Linked DNA regions of Zea mays: region 2 is linked to region 1. Evidence: chromatin contacts called from public Hi-C data. All regions are on one chromosome and are shown on one strand. Each heading gives the region's core, a stretch centred on a gene start, on an enhancer-like site or on the middle of the called end of the contact. The rest is flanking DNA. Distances are from core to core; before and after follow the strand shown. Region 1 holds the start of LOC103629163 (acetylornithine aminotransferase, mitochondrial). Region 2 holds the start of LOC100192051.

What was found. Hi-C and Micro-C count contacts between places; a contact is called where the count stands out from the background.
Region 2: a Hi-C map of bundle sheath shows a contact between it and region 1, with 3 times the contacts expected there. The contact joins the promoter of LOC100192051 here to the promoter of LOC103629163 in region 1. A contact is called at or near these places in 4 of 25 Hi-C or Micro-C datasets (bundle sheath, ear, root tip and 1 more).

Annotation. Positions count from the first base shown.
Region 1 is chr6:32,063,213-32,066,898 of Zm-B73-REFERENCE-NAM-5.0, reverse strand. It overlaps LOC103629163 (acetylornithine aminotransferase, mitochondrial), which reads left to right and starts at 2,424. Exons shown (of 3, transcript NM_001346846.1): 1 at 2,424-2,824; 2 at 2,945-3,379. The coding sequence starts at 2,432. It also overlaps the pseudogene LOC103629164.
Region 2 is chr6:32,353,154-32,357,095 of Zm-B73-REFERENCE-NAM-5.0, reverse strand. It overlaps LOC100192051, which reads right to left and starts at 1,845. Exons shown (of 2, transcript NM_001137474.1): 1 at 1,692-1,845; 2 at 1-102. The coding sequence starts at 1,739.

The DNA.
Region 1 (3,686 bases), core at 1,175-3,674:
AAGCAGCAGAAGCAAATCAATAAGAAAGCAAAATAGCTTAGTGTAAGACCTATAGGAGACGAATCAGTCAAGCCAATGCCCAACAGATCCTGTAGAAAATCATTAGGTGCTGTTGTAGGGGCCGAGGTAGTCACCGGAGCATCATCAGAACTCAAATCAAGCAAATCAGCTAAAGGAGCTGCAGGCTTTCCAACACCATTAGGAAGCTTAAATGGGCCTCCAGAAGTGACTGCTGGAGCAGAATTTACAGATGGAACTGCAGCCTGTATAGAAGCAGCTCTCTTCACCAAATAATTAGCTTCATCCAATACAGGCATCCGTTCAAGCAAAGATGATCTGCGCATACACCAGCATTATCCATATTACTATTTTCTTTGACAAAACTACGGAATACAAAATTATCCTCAATAATTGCAAGATCTTCCACTCACTTCATCGATTGATGTCTTCGTATAATGGAACTGAATTCTATAGATCTTTGCTGCAATTCAAGCACAGTATTCCCTTTATTTTCTTCCACATTTTGGGAGAGAATTAGCCAAACACACTACCCATGCAAAGAAATTTTCTTTTCCGAGATTCAATTCGTCTTCAAATGTTTTTGAACAAAATTAGGGTTAATTAACACAGAGCTAAAAGTAATCGCAGCAGAGCTCCATTAAGTTTTTGCCTATAACCAGGGAAACAATCCTACACAATCCCAGAACATATTTTCTTCCACATTTTGGGAGAGAATTAGCCAAACACACCCAACAACCTTCCCTCATGCATTGCAGCTGCAATTTCCACTATGGCAACGAAACAGAATTTCACGGTACCCCATTACCAGAAGAACGGAGGACCCGATAAAAGGGGCAGTGCAGAGGTAAAGAAGACGGTGTGATCCATACCAGACATGGATGAGCTCGGAGCACATGGCCTTGACACAGCAGAATGATGCCTTGACCTTGCCCTCCACCGAGTAGTCTTATGGTGGATACTGCAGCAGAGGCGGTGGCGACCCAACGGGATGTTGGAGACCGTGAGGAGCGCGCGTCCCGTGTCGCCCAGCCGTCGGGATGTTGGGGGTGTTGTGGAAGGCACCGAGGATGAAGGTGTGGTGTCGCCTGTGGACTTGAGCACCAGCCGCAGGGCGCCCTGCAGGACACCATCCACATCCACATCGCCACCGCGTCCGCGTTCGATGCCACGCCCGTGACGCCGTCGCTGCTTGAGACCGAACCAAACTCTCGAATGTTAGATCCGAACAGGGGAGAGCGACCATGGGAGGTGAATGAAAGTTTCCGGATCCGGATGCGGGTTGGGCGTGATGCGCGGGGGATGGGGTGGGGTGGGGACTGCGGTGGTGAATGGCCTGGTCTCCGATGGGTACATGGATGCTCGCTGCTCCATTTCGGGCGTTCGCGCTGTGGATGCGCCATGCCGGAGCGCGCGTGTGCCATGCTGGATCCGGTGGCCGCGGTGGGGAAGCGGGAAGGGCGTGGTCTCCGGTGTGCGCCAAGCTGGATCCGGTGGGGAAGAGCGCAATCTCAGGTGTGTGCCATGCCAGATCCGGTGGCCGCTGTGGGGAAGGGGGAAGGGCGCGGTCTCCGGTGGGTGGGGAAGGGGGGACCGCGGTGGGGAAGAGAGTTTGCCGAGCGCGCTGCTGTGAGATTGGCGGAACACGGAGAACGCGCTGGCGTGATTGGCGGGCATCGCGGCGCGGCGGCAGAGGGTGCCGCTGTCTCCAGCAACGTCCTCTATATACATCCTCTATATCCGTCCTTTACAGTCTTCTCTAAAAGATTCCATCTCCTATATCTACTTTCTCTCCAACAATGTCCTCTAAATCACGTCCTCTATATGTAAATACCTATATTAAAGACATTTTTAATTTTTTAATTTTTGTACATACGTATTTGTCATACTCTCAAATGTATTGTACATATTTTAGTTTTATTAAACCGGTTGTTTAAAGTATTCAAATAGATAGAGAACCGTTTAGAGAAACTCTATATATAGAGGATCCAGCAGCGTTCTCTAAATTTAGAGGACCGTTTAGAGGACGTTGCTGTAGGGAGTAGAGGACGTCCGCGTCCTCTAAATTTAGAGTACAGGACCCTTTAGAGCTCATTGTTGGAGCTAGTCTAAGGAGTAGCAGAGATTGCCGGACGGTATTTCTCCGTTGCCTAGCCTGACGCCCTGACCAACCAACCGCGCAGCGCCGCCGTATGCAGAGGCACCTACTACTCGGCTACTCCGTCTCACTTCTATGCGGGCCCGACCGACGCAATCGCACATTTCTGACAGAGTGAATGACTGGTATCTTTCCCGGAACCCTACTCCGAAACGCAACACACGTTTCCGTCTAAAAATCCCCAACGCAACCAGACGCTGGTGGCGTCCCGCACGCCCCCCCCCCCCCCCCCCCCCCCCCAAACTCCGATCTGCCATGGCCTCGCTCCAGTCCTTTCTCGCCGTCAAACCGGCCGCCGGCTGGGCCGCTCCGTCCCGCCGCGCGCGCGTCGCGGCCTTCCTCGCTCCGCCGCCCCCGACCACCGCGGCCGCCGTGGGGGCGGCGCGGCGGGAGCTGTCGGCCGCGAGCCTGGCCGTCGTGGACGGCGAGGCGCGGTACCTCGTCGGCACCTACAAGCGGTCCCGCGTCGTCTTCGAGCACGGCCGCGGGTGCAAGCTCTACGATACCGACGGCCGCGAGTACCTCGACATGGCCGCCGGCATCGCCGTCACGGCGCTCGGCCACGCGGACCCAGACGTGTGCGCCACCATCGCGGAGCAGGCCGGTAAGGTCGTCCACGTCAGCAACGTCTTCTACACCAAACCCCAGGTGGGTGCTCCTGCTCCCTCCGATCCTCCCTCCCCCGCTTCCCTCGCCATGTGTTCGACGCATTGCTCCGGCCGGCCCATTTTTCTCTGCTTCATCTGCAGAAGCGCCTCGCTGTCGCAGGTGGAGCTAGCCAAGCGGCTCGTTGAGGTGTCGTTCGCGGACCGCGCCTTCTTCGCCAGCACTGGCACGGAGGCCAACGAGGCGGCCATCAAATTCTCCCGCAAGTTCCAGCGGGCCGCACACCCGGAGAGCGGCGACCCGCCCACGGAGTTCCTGGCGTTCAGCAGCAGCTTCCACGGCCGGACCATGGGCGCCGTCGCGCTCACCAGCAAGTCGCAGTACCGGGAGCCCTTCGCGCCCGTCATGCCTGGGGTGACCTTCGTGGATTACGGCGATCTGGAGGCGGCCAAGAAGTTCGTACGGTCCGGCAGGGTCGCTGCTGTCTTCGTCGAGCCCGTGCAGGGTGAGGGTGGCATTCACAGTGCCACCAGGGAGTTCTTGCAGGGGCTGCGGGACGCCTGTGACGAGGCGGGAGCCCTCTTGGTCTTTGATGAGGTACGGTGTACTCTGTCCCATCTCTCTTCTCTGAATCTCTGTTCATATCGAGAACCCGATGATATTGCTAGTAATTCATATTTCGTTTACAAAGCACGAAACGCGCACAATTTAGTTGTAGCCATGCATTCCACTATGAACTTTAGGCATACAGTCCATATACAAGAGATAATGTAGCAGAGTCAAGCTGTGACTCTGTTCTGCATTCCTATCTTCAACCCAGCGACACATCATGGTCACATTCCTTAGTTTTCAAGCTGCATCAATCTGTCAGCCATGAGATGTAGTAATGGTGGTACGTATATGC
Region 2 (3,942 bases), core at 596-3,095, 290 kb before region 1:
TGCGCCCTTGCAGAACTTGCTCCCTGCCGCTCCAGAAGCTGACGCTGCGATGTCCATCGTCACTTCGGCGATCTGAGAGTGCGATGGGTTGTGGCTCTCCATCTGAAAATAGGATACTGGGACAGTCAGTACACGACTACAAAGATTATGTAGATGCACAATGGAATAACAACTTGTTACACGCGTTCCAATTCCTGCAAAAAGCTAGCGTGGGAATCAATACACAACAACAAAGATGATGTAGATGCACAGCTGAAATGACATAGAGTCTAGAAAAACTTGTTATACGCGTTCCAGTTCCTCCCAAAGCTAGTGTGGGAATGAAGATCAGGCGAGCAATATGTGTGTCACTAAAGGAACAAAACTAAAAAAAAGAAGAGTATTCAAGTGAGGGAGTTCAGAAGATAGCAGAACAGCAGACAAGTAAAAAAAATCCATTTGTCTTTTCCTTCCCTTCCTATTTCCACCATCTCTGAGTGCAGACAAGTGCATGAAAAAAACGGATACAAGATTCAAGCAGCGCCCTTAAAAATGGACAGGAACCGAATATCCACACAGATTATTTATGCCCTCGGACAAAGCTACATTACAGTCTCCCCGATCGAAGCAAACCAATGGAACAAAGGCCAAGGCAAGTAAAACCTCATAAACAGATTCGTATACCATCACCAGATAGGCACGCGCAGGCAGGCAGGATCAAGATGGCTGAAGGCATCTGTTATCCCGAAGGCACAAGAACAACAAAGTAGATTCCTCAGGCATCGTCTGTTATCCCGAAAGCGCACAAACACACAAAAGAAGAAGAAAAAGTAGATTCCTGAAGGTCGGTATGGGAAAAGAGGATGCGGTACCGAATCTTTCTGGGTCGAGCGACGAAGGCGATTCTCCAACTCCAAACCCACCCAGGATTCGGAGCCCAACTCTCTCGAGCCCGGCCTAAACAAGAGATACGTGGAATGGCGTCGGGAAACTGGAGTCAGCCAGGTGGTACTTGTAGAGACGGGGGTGCAGAGGAGCGTCGTTGTCGTGTGGGCACCGAGACACGACACCTCCACGGGCGCACAGTGCCCGCACGGCCACCAGGACTCTCCGTGGCCTTGGACGGACGCGACGCTTAGGTCTTAGGACCCCAGGTCGCGGAACCGAATGATTGAGAGGACGGAAGACGGAACCCAATCAGCCGAGCCGACCGACGCAACCCATCAGCTCGCTCGCGGACGAGCGGGCGAGTGGTAGGAGTAGGACTGGCTGGCGAGGACGGCGACGGCCGCCGGTGTCTAGAGAAGCAGAGAGCAATGGAACCGCGGTCCCGGCGAATAAACCCGACGGCGGAAACGAACAAGACCGAGTCCCCACCACCCCTCCCTGGCCTCGCTTTTGGCTGGGTGATAACTGATAAGGGAGGGGGGGAAAGCGACTGTGGCATGGCAAGGCAGGCTATGCGCGCGCGCGCGCGGGGGCGCCAACTACGCCACGCCGCGGCGCCCACGCACTTTGTCGGATCGAGGGGACGGAAGATTCGTTTGTTTTTGTTTTTATTTTTTTGATCCGTCGTCGCGGCCGCGCGCAGTCTCCCGTACAACACCGTCTACCCACCCGGAAACGAAGTCGCCGCCGGTCGCGTCAGATCGGAGGCCGCTCGTCAGAGAAGGAAGGAAGGAAGGAAGGGGGGACGGGGCCAGTGGGCGTACCTCGTGAGTCGTGATTGCAACGTCGCCCGCCCGTACGGTCTCCCCCATCGCCGGCCGCCGAGAGCGAAGGGAGGGAGAAGAGCGGATGCGCGGTCGCTTGTGGCGGCGGCGGCGGCGGCGTGGAGAGCCGGGTGGTGGGAGGGAGGCGCCTGGTTGGCCACAGACGCAAAGCTGGAGCCTTGAGGAGGGAGGGCAGTCTTTATAATTTATTACTTGGCCGTTCGGATCAGAGAGTGTCCGCGACTCCGCGTGTCAATTGACGTGGTAGTCTTTATAATTTATAATTTAATTTTTAATTAAAAAAACGAACCAGCTGTGATCCAAATCTCGTCATGCAATGCAACCAAAACCAAACCATGTCTGCGGTTACTTGTCTTTCGGTTGAAAAGCAGGTTGTAATCCCAAAATGCATGTGCGGGCGCTGCCGTCCCTTCGTAACAAACGGTACGGTACTTGACAAGTAACCATACAAGAAGAGCTGTCTGTGATCGTTGAAGACCAAAAAAAAAAAAATGGAAATGGCGCCTTTTTGGTTTCCTTTCTAACATGATGGATGCAGCCATCGAATGAGGAGAGAAATGAGGAAACAGCCCGAATCAAAGGCTGTCTGTGATCAACTAATATTATTTAAGAGCTGTGTACAAGAAGAGCTGTCTGTGATCGTTGAAGACCAAAAAAAAGAAATGGCGCTTTTTTTGGTTTCCTTTCTTACATGCCAAAAATCTATCCGGAATTCCGGATGCAGCCATCGAATGAGGAGAGAAATGAGGAAACAGCCCGAATCAAAGGCTGGCGTTTTTTGTGCGTGTTAAATACCAGAGCATTTCTACCGTCTCCAATTGCATTGCCATTTACACACACTAGTGTGAAGGTTAATGTTGATGGTAAAGATTAGGAAAATTCTTATATTTGGTATGAAACAAATAAATATGTTTCCTCCTGCGCATGGTCAAGAGATGGAAATTGATATTGTAATGCAACATATAGAGAAGGAATAACGCCGGCGACTAAAACCTGATAAGGCAACAAAAGTTAGTATATATGCTACACTGTTCTTAACAGGTCTACAGAGACAGATCTTTGGTAATATAAGTCCATAACTAAGAACACAATTAGAAGTTGGCAGATAGATGTAACATAAGTTGATTCATTTCCTAGCACCACGTAATGTTAAAAGAGATAGAATCAATTACATATACACAAAGCAAAATGGTCTAGGTGAATCAAGTAGAGATAAAAAAAACAAAGAAATTATTTCTCAACAGATAGAGGAGTAGGGAATAATGGGACTTCTGCGGTACAACTATTAATAGCAAATAAAGATACAGAGACAATATAATTGACTTACTATATGTATAGACAACAAGGAAATTTCAGCCAAAAAATACGCCAACAGTTACTCACACCATGATGTTGCCTGCCGCTGCTGAAGCACCTCATCAGGCACGATGTTGAAAGCTCTCTTATGGGTTTTGGTGTTTGGATGACAACCCAATTAAAGGACTAACAAGTGTGCTAAGTGTTGAACAGGTGCTTAATGCAAAGCTAACAGAGTTCAACATAAGTGAACAAGTGTGATGGTCCAAAGACTTGATTATCTATAGATAATGGACATCACAAGTAAGATGAACATTGTTTAAGTGAGACTCGGTGTGCGTAACTCATAGACAACCGATCAAGCCAAGGATGGAGGCAAGAAGAGCTTCGAGGTACCGAGTGCACGGGAGAAGATCAAGAAGACCATGAACCCAAAGCCAGGGGTGAAGAAGAAGACTTGCAAAGTTAAGGTTGATCGAGTTAAGAAGAGTTATGATGCATCAAGGATCACTACATAAAGACTTGATCTTAACACACATTTGATCTGCGTCCGGTTTTGCCCTTAAATCCGGGTATGACACTATGGGTGAAAATGAACCCAAGAAAAAAAATAGATTGCCATTAAGTAGGACATTTTTTTTCACCATATTGCGGCTTAATTGTAAGTATCTATAGTGCAAATATACATCCCTGTGATTTACTCGAGCTTCACCACTACCACGCATGCTGCGGGTCTTGCTGACAAAGTTCTAGAGAAACGTCGCGCGCACTAATCGGGGTCAGATTACTGTAGTAACGGCGTCTTTACTCCTTATGTTAACAAATACTAGTAAATAAATTGGTGGCAGCACTAGTTAGTCGTATTCTTTAATTAATGAAATTAAAAGCATGCGCCCTTTGCGCTTTATCAGGCTTGACTAGTAGTAGTATATTT